Linked DNA regions of Sus scrofa: region 1 is linked to region 2. A link is a contact called in public targeted proximity ligation data. All regions are on one chromosome and are shown on one strand. The core of a region is the stretch at or near the end of the contact, and the rest is flanking DNA. Distances in the headings are between cores, read along the strand shown.

Region 1 (5,567 bases), core at 1,434-3,933, 510 kb before region 2:
ACTAGAAAAAAATTTTAAATATGAATTTATATTAGCAACTAATGCTTGCTTAGACTGGCAGTGATAAGGAAAGAAATGTTTGTGTGTCCTATTAAAGGAATAGCAGGCAGACTGCCAAAAGTAGAACTGTCTTTGCCTGAAGCCATTTTAAGTAAGATGTGTCCCACCTCTATTTCCCTAAACAGGAAAAGACGTAGATAAAGATGAGTCATTATGTTCACTCTGTTAACAAAATGATACATTTATTTAGAAAAGCAGCTTACAGTAACAGTTTATTTGTCCAGACAAAAATTATTTTAACTTTTGGCTTTACCTACGTATCAAGATAGATGAAATATTTGTCCTGAGTTGCATAAGTCTCAAAGGAAACGGAACGGGTCTTTTTTGCCAAAAAAAAAAAAAAAAAATCAACGATAAATGATCATTGAGGCTGCAGAGTAATCTAAGCTGAAAGAATATAGAGGAGAAGTGATTTCTCTAACAGCCATCCACAAATAATTCCTTAGAAGAATTGTTGGTTGCTGTTCTGTCTGATAACCGATGCTCCTGACACAAAAACCATGTGTGAGTCTCCATCTCTTTGGTGAATCTGCTTTAAACAATGGATGTGACAAACTAGTGCTAGCATACAAATTCTTATCCGCAAGCCTCACAGCCACCTGTCTGCAATCATCTAAGGAAGACGTGGTGGCTCCGATCTGGCGTTGCTGTGGCTCCAGTTAGATCCCTAGCCTGGGACCCACCATAGGCTGCGGGTGTGGCCCTAAAAAGACAAAAGACAAAAAAAAGAAAAGGGATCTGACCATGACACTCTCTTATTTAAAATCCTTCAACAGACGCCCCCCCCCCAAAGCTTTGAGGATAAAACTCCAAATACTGGAGTATGCAAGGAATAGTTTGGATTCCTTTCTTCTGCTTAGAACCTCCCATTGTCCCCAGCAAGTTGCTAATAAATAGCTACTAAATTGGCTTGAGGTTTTCTGAGTTTTCCTCCTGGGCAGGTTCGGAACATCCTTTCCCTTCTTCATTCATCCTAGAGTATTCAACGGTAGTGTTAAACTATTCAGGAAGTATTCTTTGACCATCCCCTTCAAACTCCACCGGACTTGGTGCTATCACTGCATCTCTCCCATACTATTTATCTCTTTTAATCATGTTTTGTTTAATTGCTTTCTCTTCCACTAGTGTTTGAATTTGGGGGAGAGCAGAGACTCTGTTCCCATATCCCTAGCACACAGCAGATTTTGGCAGCTAGTAGATACTGGCAAATAAATGGGGTGAATGAAACTTGACTAGATTTGAACTACAAATGACTTAATCCAGGTTTCAGGAACAGCTGAGGTCAATTACAATCCCCAGGAACACTTAAGTTTTCCATAGACTATTGTGATGTTCAGCTTCTCAGTCTAGCTCCCTTGGAATACATACTATTTAAAAAAAAAAAATCATCTATTTCAAATTCTTTCCCTATGTAAGACTCACCAAGACACTTGAACACTAGATACACAAGGAATTTCATATTCTTGGCAAATACTTCAAGGTTCTTTCTTCCCTGAAAGGAACCCTCTTCTGTGAATCTAATAGGAAGCTATAGCCCTTTTCTTGTTGTCCTTGCTAGAGGCTATTTAGTGAGTGCAGTATAGTTTTTCTAGAAAAATCTGAGTGATTGGTGGAATAAAACAAAAATACCTCTGGAATGATATCAATCAGACTTATACCAGGAACACGAATTTCTATTCATACGGTCCTCTCATTTCAACATATAAATTGAAAGAAAAAAAATAAAGTTTTGAAATGGAAATATTGGTGTGTCCTTGACCCTTTGGTTTGTTTGCAAGATGCAATAGAGACCAGGAATTCTCTGCTACTTTGTGGCTAAGTGACATAGAGATGGAGAAGGCAGCTTCTTTGATGACAGTTGGATAAAACAATTTTATTGTTCCTACCAGTGATTTTAGGAAAACATAAACCTCACCTAACTTCAGAATACATATACTGTCTAAATAAATTCACAGTTCTCTTCCTAAATAGATTCACCTTAGCAGCACGTTAAACATATATAGTGTGTGTGTGTGTATATCTCAAATACATATACATACATATATGTGGTATTTATGTACGTGTGTCTGTGTGTGTATACAATGAGTTTCCATGACTACAATCCAAGCCTGCTCCCAAGATTATCCAAAACATGTCATGTCAGGAAGACTTCAACATTTTCAACATTCTATAGTCTTTTTTTTCCCCCCTGTTTGCACAGTCACTGTATGATAGTGACTGGGGTATATAGCTATCATTTGCCTTCTGAAATTATTGTCAGAATCCCTAGGGCTTTTTCTTCCTTCATGCATTTTTTTCTCTTAATTAAAAAAAAGTTTATGTATGATATTAGAAGTTACCACTCAAGAGTATTCAAAGATACCACATTTAATCAAAGTGAAAGGAAAGAGCAATGCGGGGTAAATGGGTCTTGGCTTATCCTTTATGTTGTAGTCAGACTGGACGAAACGTCTCTGTAATTGGAGTTTAAAAAAAAAAAATCTGTCATGGAGTGTATGGAATATGAGGGTCCTGTTTCCTCATGACCATCTCTCTCCACCACTCCTAAGCTTAGATATGGACACATGAACATGTAGACAGGAAGTGCCTCTGATAAAAGAGGAACCATCCAGAGCACAGGCTTGCCAACTGAGGAAGAGTTCTGATGAAAGAGCCAAAAATCAGGCTCATGTATCCAGCCTCTGCGATGTGAGTCTAAGGGAACAGGCTTATTCTTGTTGAGTTAAGGAATAACTCATAAGGCGGCAGGGGAATCAGAGTCTCAGACAACTCTGCTTCTTCCAAGAAGATAACTGAACTCTTGGCAGTTCTTCTGGAAAAATAACCCCACTTTGGAAGGGTGGGAAGAGACCCTGAATGCTTTACCAAAACTCTGCCAAACTTGAAAAATATGAAATCCTGTCTTGGAAATTTTATTGATTTGAAAACATATTAGAGTGACATTAAAAATCAGGTTCGTACTTGTCATAAATTAATCTCAGGTGATTCTGAGTATTTTCATGGCAACAGAATAAAAAAAAAAAGACAGAAAAAAAAATAGTTTTCTGCTTCAGAGCTAGGGTTGTAATGTCCTGAAATCAAATACATAATTTTGTCTGATATTTTTATGTAGCCTCTTTCTTCTTCAATGCTTAGAAATCAGCGACTCTAGCCATGATAATGCCCTTCTGGGCAAAAACACCTTAAGGTTTAAAATATTTCACAAATTTTCTCCCAAATTAAAAGTGAGCTGAAAATATTTATTAGACTATTCCTTTTTCTTTTTCACCAGCATGGCTTTGTCCTTGGGAGACAGAAAATGAAATTACTGATGATTTTCCTAATCCAGAATAAAATTTCCTTTTGCTCTGAATGCATTCTCACCAGATGAGTGGGAAATTATTTTTAAGGTTGACAATCTGCTTCAAGTCTTAGAAAGTCTTCGGTCAAGTCTCCAAAGAAAGGAGAAGGAAGAAAAAGCCTGGTCAACACAGATTTGAGATCTCAGTTTAGAGTTAATGGAAAGTGCATAGACTTTAGCAATAAAAAGGGGGAAAAAAAAAAACCCTGGCTCTGCTATTTATTAATGTTGTAATCTGAGGAAAATTGTTGTTTTTGGCTGAACCTCAGTTTCTCCATTTTGAAAATGGAGAAATATCGACAGAGATGGTCTGACAATTAAATAAATGAGTTATTGTCTGTTAAACACCTAGTTTTGTGCCTGACCCTTGTTAGGGGCTCTCAACCAACATTATTTCCCCAAGCCTCCTCTCCCCTTCACCCTATTCTTGCTTTTAGACTATATTGACTCCTCCTTTTTCTTTTCTTTTTTTTTTTCACTGAAACTAAAGAAATGGAAGGCTACCCTGACTTCTGAAAGTTATGAAATCTGTGGTACAACAGACACATCCTGTTTCTGTGTGGCTTGAGTTATTCAGCATTATTAGTAGATCTATCACTGCTTTCAAGCACAGGAGCATTTCTGAAAATTACTCAATAGAAGTCCTTTTAGGTAAAATATTTCATTAATCCCAGATCCTCCACCACAGAGCAATGTGTTATCACTGAACTCTGCTGACCTAGTGGAGTCATCCCTAATTTTATTTCTGATAGCCTTTCATTAGAATGGCCTGAAACAGCCTAAAAATATTCAGCACTGACAACCTGTCCCAAAAGGCAAGTGGCCAAACCTTCCAAAAGGCCTTTTGTGAGATGTGTCTTTTTATGTCACCAGACTTGACAATCTTTTTTGCATGGAAACACAAAGAGAGAAAAGGGGAGGGGAGTAGGGGAGAGAGGAAAGAAATCATTGAACTTTTCTCAGCTTAGTGAGTGCTTCCAAATTGTGCACCAAGTCATTTGCCCAAATTTGTCACCAGATAGCTCAGATCTGTGAGTAAAGGTTGGGAGAAGGACTATCCTAAACAGACAAACAAATCTTTATGTCAGCACAGCCTCTGCTTTCGTGACTAGGGCTTTTAAGAACAAAATATCATTTTTCCAAAAAAGCTGACTATGAAAGTATTTTCAACCCCAGTGCCCCCCTTCCCCGCCCCTGCCTCCAGCAAACAGAGTTTCAGAAACGCAACACCTATCAAATATTTCCTTAGAAATGCCAGATTGCTAGGATTTTTAAAAGTTCTACATTTTTTCCCTTTCTTTTTGACATTTAGACAGATTGAGTTTGAGAGAGGAAGTGACTCTGAGTCCAGACTGCCCCGCACCACTGTCAGAGGAAAGAACTGAAGTCAAATGAAGTGATAATATGCTGTAGAATATTTAACAGAGCGCAAGGCAGAGGAAAATGGCAATCTGGGAATACACAACTGATCCCCAAAATAGACACAGTCTCCATGCCAGAAGCCAGAACAGATGCCAAGTACAGTAGATCATAAAATGGTAAAATTACCTCTGCCCTGTGGGCTGTGTGTTGATGGAGGAAAATGAATGCTCCCCCCCCCTCCAGAGTCAGAGTGGCTGGGTCTTCACTCCTAGTCGTAGTTATTATTTGTCATGGACCTTGACAACGTGCTACTCCTTTCCCTATAGTCATCGGTGAGAGAGCTAGTAAGGAACCACCTCAATGGCGGCTCCAAGTTGCAGTGGGATTCAGGACAGACAAAGTACTATTTACTCTGGGCTCTTGGGTCACATTGTGAATGAAATCAGAGGGTTCTATGGAGGATATGTGCAAAGCTCTTTCCATTTTGAGGAAGACTCAAGGTGACCAGGGGCATGTAGCTTTCTCTCTCAAGGAAAGATAAATAGAGTGACCGAGGAAAAATATACCCCCTTCTATGTGCTTAATAAGCGACCTGCCACCTTCTGGGGGAAAGGGGTAAGCATGCTTACGTGGTGTCTCAGAATGATGTAAAGGTTAAAAAGTTGGCAAAACAAGACTTGATCATGTGCTGAAATGCACAGAGAGAGGAATGATGCTTCCAGGGGGAAGCATCTTTTCAGAGAAGACAGTTACCTCATATTCATGGTGGAGCTGGGGGAAATTTACATTTGAAGAAGGCTTGTTT
Region 2 (5,630 bases), core at 648-3,147:
TGAGAAGCATCACCATTTCTTCCCGGAAACCTTGTTACCTCTCAGGCCAGCTCCAATGTGCCTGTTTTAGGTGCTTAAGGCAACAATTTACCCTTGTCACAGACAAAGATGTATATTTGTGTGTGATTATTCTTATGACTGTGTATTTCTCCCAGCAAGCTACAAAATACACATGGGCAAAAACAGTGGCATTTTTGCTTTCCACTAGGTCCTAGAATGTTGCACAGTGCCTGCAACATTATAGGTGCTCAGTAAATATCTGGCTAATAATTGACTAATCAATAACGATGAATGAAACCAAGAATAAATGCTGTGTGTGCTTGTGCAAGTCTCTTGATCTCTCCTGCCCTGATTTTAACTCTGTGAAATTTGGAGGCAGAGGAAGCAGATAAGAAATGAACAGGAGAGGGAATCATATGGCATCTAGCATTGCCAAGGACTCAAATCCTTTTGTTCCAAAAGGCAAAAATTTAAAAACGCTAATAAAATAAAAGATCCAAACAGAAAGTTGTGCTCCCGCTAAGCTCACAAATACATGCTTTTTCCCCCCATAAATAGAACAAACAGATGCAATCTGCAAGCCCCACAGCACATCTGCGCAGATAAGCAGCAGCACTGGGGTGTCCTGGGAAAGAACTGCTTTGCATACTTGCCCACGTGTGCACAGGCTCACACGTTCTTTCCAGAGAGCCATCCTTCAGAGAACTGGGCTTGTGGTCTTGGATATATTCTTCCAGTTCACCTTCAGTCCCTGTGTTTGAAAAATACATTTTTTAAGACGTTTTCAAGAAAGTGTTGCTTGCTGGAGGGCTTCTTCCCTCCTTGCCACCCTCCCTTCCTCAACCTCTCACATTTGAGTGTTGTCAAGTTATCATGTGTTGACTAATCAAAACAACGGGAATATGAGAAATGACTACAAGCTCTATGCCAAGTATGAAAATTGCCTGAAGGAGGTGGTGGCACCAGCCAATCAAAGACTCAACTTTCTTTCTGAGAAAATAGGACTTTGATTTACTTACAGTATTTTCTCCTAAGGATCTCAAAGTCTTTTTTTTTTTTTTTTAAGTATTTAAGAGATTACCTGGTAAGGAGTTTTCTTAAGCCAGGCAGACAAACTAAGGCATGTGGCCCCCTTTGTTAAAACAAGGCAGTAGCTGAAATCAATTGAAAGTGATTTCTGTATTCCCACAGGAGACAATGCTATGAAAAGAGGTGGGAATGGGAATGATTTGCTCTGGGAGCCCTGGCCACAGAGCCTTTTAATCTAATTTGCATATGAGACCCAGGAGTTCCTGGAATTACACTCCCATGTGGCCCCTATACGCCCACCCCTGTTTCCACCACGGACTATGTGGTGCTTTTTATGGTAACTGAACATTAAGCTTAATAAAAGCAGCAAAGTTCAGCTAAATCGCTTAGAAAACCAGGCATATGAATACACCATGGTAAAATGGTGACATCTGCAAGAGCCTTCGGTAGTTACTGACACAAACAAGGGAATACTGTATCTACTAGCAGTTAAGCCAAAAAAAGAAAAGAAGTTAATGTTTCCTACTCAATATATTTTCTTCATTCAAACTTCAGACAACCTCACCCTACCACACCCAGCTACTTGTGACTGGTTCCAAAGAGTGACACCAGCTGATGAAAGATGACATTCTTGCAACTCTTTCCCTCCAAAGACTTATAGTGAGACTTCTCCAGTAGACTATACACTGCATCATCTGTGTTCATAGTTCTGTCCCTGGAGAGACAAGCTCCAAGGCGAAATCACCCTTCCGAGGCTGCTCCCCGATCAAACCTTGGGAAGTGAAACCAGGGCCATACAGATCAGCTCGGACTGCTGGCTCCCCCTTCGGAAGCTGAGTCACTGACCTGGCCAGTTCGCTTCATTGCTTGGAAAGTGGTCAGACTGAACAGGACATGTAGTGATTAGTAATTCAGACGGGTCTCAGAGCTTCATGTTTTTCACTGTCAGGCGCCAACTGCAGCCTTTTTTCTTGGAGTCAACAGGAAGTGAGAAGAGCAAGCCAAATCTGACACCACTTGACGTAACCAGCAATGGACTTCAGCCCTCTTTTCTCCACCCAATAACACAGAGATTTTGAAAGTGAGTCCCTCTAGTTAAACACATAAACCTAATACTGGGGGTAGAATAAGGAATTAAGCATTGAAGAAAACCTATTTTGACAACTCAAACTTAACCCTTTTTTCTTTGCTGGGTTTCATTTAATAAAAAAGTAAATTAAAAAAAAGTTAAATCTCGGGTATAGATCTGAAAATGATAAGAATAAAGAAATCATATTTATTAAATTAAGCTACTTCTCATACTAATTAGAAAAGGATTGTCACTGAGGCAGACAGAACATCAACTTTCCTGATGAATTTTTTTTTCATCATGATGCATTTGTGAAATATCCTAAACTGGGCAGAGTAAGACATGGCCACGTAGTCAAACGTGAAACAAATAGATTTTTATGAAACATTTCCCATTTCTGGTTACAATTACTGTTGAGATGATTGATTCATGTCCAGCTATTTCCAGCTACATTTGTGGTACTGGCAATGAGATTTAAAATTTGATCATTTTACATGGACTGTTTGGTGAAGGAAAGGAATAGGTCTATGTCTTTGCACTTACCCCTGTTTTTCTCTATTTTCTGTCTTCCCTCTCCAAGCCATCCCATTCCTAGTCCCCAGATTACTTTTCCTAAAATATCACTGCTGTGCATTTATTCACTCGAAGCTGGTTGAAACCTGACCACATGTCAGTGGTCACTTAGCTAAACACAGACAAGAAAAGGTAAACATGATGGTTTCACCCTTGGAAAATTTAGAACCAGCGATACTTCTCTAGTCAAAGTCTTCTGAATTTTCCCAGGACTATGAGATCCAGTTCAAACTTCAACCTGGTGGACCCGAATTCCCACATTCAGCCCTTACCAAAATTGTCTTCTCGCCAAGTGCCCACGGTCAAGCCCAAACGTCTGCCTCTCCATCTCATTGTCTAAAATGACCCTTCCTTTGCATGTCCAAATTTCCTCAGAACCTGTAACTCACCTTTCACAAGTCCACGTCAAATCACCCAGCCTTTCCCTTCTCCTAAATTCCAAAAGCCCAGATTATCAATTTTCAGTTTGACACTACCCCACATACACTATTCCAACCATAATTTAACTCTAAATACATACATACATACATAAGAATATACCTATATACATATCTGTATATTAAGGAATTAAAGGACTTGGGAAATTCATTCTATAATGAAACCTGGGGCAAATGCTCCATTGGTGTAAAGAGGCTGGGATTATTATTTCACAAAAAGGGGGAGGCTGTCCAAGCCATGTTTTTTAGAAGGGATACAAACTTCTCGTGTAACCCAGATAGGATGATCTTTAAAGAAAGTTCATTATTAATATAGGAAGTTTAATTTATTTCATGAGAAACCAGTAGCTCCCAGAAACAGAAGCCCTTAGTCTTTCCCAAATCCATCTGCAAAGCCCCAGAGTTTCTCCTTTCTGCTTCCCCTTCCCTGATCCTCCACCACTCACACCCCCACCTGGCCCCAAGGAGACTCCAAACATTAGCACCTGGCCATTTAGGGTCAAAGAAAGGAAAAGTGGAGGAGTCTACCAGGGCTTCCTTTTCTGTAGGGATAATGGAGGTGCCCTAAGGAAAGAAGACATCAAAATGTGGAAGAAAACAGGAGAGGTTTTCCTGGAGCAAGAGAAGGAGAGAAGAGGAGCTTGGGGCATGACTGTGTGGAAATGTGGAAAACACCTGGAACACCTAGGCCACCTGGCCCCATCTCTTCATGTGGGACAAAGGATTAAGTTGGCTCACCCAGTTCCTCATTATCCCCATCTTCTCCATGTGATGTATGACTCTGAGGCAATTAATTACCCAAATTCTTCAGAAGGAAAAAGGAAAAAAGAACAGTAATCACGAATGTGGAATGAACCACCCCGTACATCACTGCACATCGTAAACTAGTCTGAAGGACATCCCTGACAACGACTAGGGATCTAGGAAATGATAAAGCTGAGTACCACCCTGCTCCCCAGCTCCACTGCCAGCTTCCAACACCCCCAGCAGATATGCTGAAGGCCCAGTCACACCCAGCACTGGAGGAACAAAGACACCCCCACTTTGGGGAAAATGAGGACATTAAAAAGAAGGCTTCCTTTGACTACCTTCTCTCTGTGTCTCCCCACTTGCCCACTGATGTTTCAGTCCCAATGTAAACACTGTTCCATCTGACGAATCATCTTCAGCCTTATGAACTATTGTGTCAAAATAGTTTCTTAAAATATGTGCTGAATGAGCATCACTTTTTTTAGCTGCCCAAAGGGCTCCTGGGCAGCTATTCCATCCCAGATATACTTCTACCCGGGGACCACACAGAAGGCTGGTCCAGTCTAGCAATAATTTTTTCTTTCTAGGTGCCCACAGCTTTGAAGCCAACTGTCATGCCTCTTGGTTACACAACAGTATCAAGCATGGGGTACGCCAATACTTACGTTCTCCATCGTGTAGGCCTGCTACAGTCATTTCATGTGTGTGCCAGGAGTCAATGTGTCTTTAGTCACTTTCTTTATCTGTAAAACAAATAATAATAACACATACTCACAACCATAGAGTGATAAAGATTAAATGAGTTGGTGTGATCTTACTGTTGAGACCAGGTGTTAGAAAAATGTTCTGCAAAGGACCAGATAGAAACTGAAGTTTCACAGGTCATGCAGCCTATGAGTCAATACTCACCACTGTCATTGTAGAGCAAAATCAGTCCCAGACAAATGAGCATGGCTGTGTTCCAATAAAACTTTATTTATACAGAGAGGCAGAAAACCAGATTTGGCCCATAGGCAGTAGTAGTTCAACGGCCCCTAGATTAAAGGATAAAAGTTCAATACATTTAGTATGATTCCATTAATTACCTAATCAATACTGGCACTTCTTCGTGTGCACATTTTATTTCTCTTTTCGGGTAACATCCAGAATTGAATTCTGGGTACCTTAACTTACCTATCATCACTGCGGCCACTGATGCAGCAAGAAAACACAGGAGGGTTTTCATCTTGCTTATACGTGCATATCATCTAGTGGTAGAAAAGTGTAATTGCAAGATTTTTTTTCAGGTCCCAGGTCTTGTTCAATCACATCCTTGGTAAGGGGGCAGTTTCATCAGTTTGCCCACAGCCGGCATCTGGAACTGCACTAAAAGACCAGTCCAGTTCACCTCACTTCAAGGAAGTTTAATGGGGGTTCTTGTGACTCAGAGTTTTATGTAGACAACCAAAAGTTTTATGTAGACAATTCACTGAGGGGATTAAAAAGAATATATTTAAGAAATAAACTATTGTTTTTTAATCAATTAACTGATGTTTAATGATACTAACAAATATAGAGAAACAATATTGTATAGGTATGTTTTTATCTTGAGATTAGCCTTCACTGAAGCATAGAATGAACCTTCACATAGGGTAGAGGCAACTCTTTGAATTCAGGCAGAATTTCTCTTTATGTTCTTCATTAAGCTACTGTCTACTGATCACCTTCTATGCTTCATACTTCTCTACCCTCCACACTGCCCCACACTGCCTCAGCTTTTTGCCAATAACACC

The links.
Region 1: a contact with region 2 is called in a targeted proximity ligation map of alveolar macrophages. A contact is called at or near these places in 1 of 47 Hi-C or Micro-C datasets (heart right ventricle) and 1 of 2 datasets of targeted methods (alveolar macrophages).

Annotation. Positions count from the first base shown.
Region 1 is chr4:22,736,902-22,742,468 of Sscrofa11.1, reverse strand. No RefSeq gene overlaps it. Among named protein-coding and RNA genes, the nearest start is that of TRPS1, 170 kb to the left of the region's middle.
Region 2 is chr4:22,227,953-22,233,582 of Sscrofa11.1, reverse strand. It overlaps LOC106509989 (a long non-coding RNA gene), which reads right to left. Exons shown (of 10, transcript XR_002343142.1): 5 at 5,032-5,326; 6 at 4,768-4,892; 7 at 4,524-4,601; 8 at 1,876-3,913; 9 at 650-751. Among named protein-coding and RNA genes, the nearest start is that of EIF3H, 280 kb to the right of the region's middle.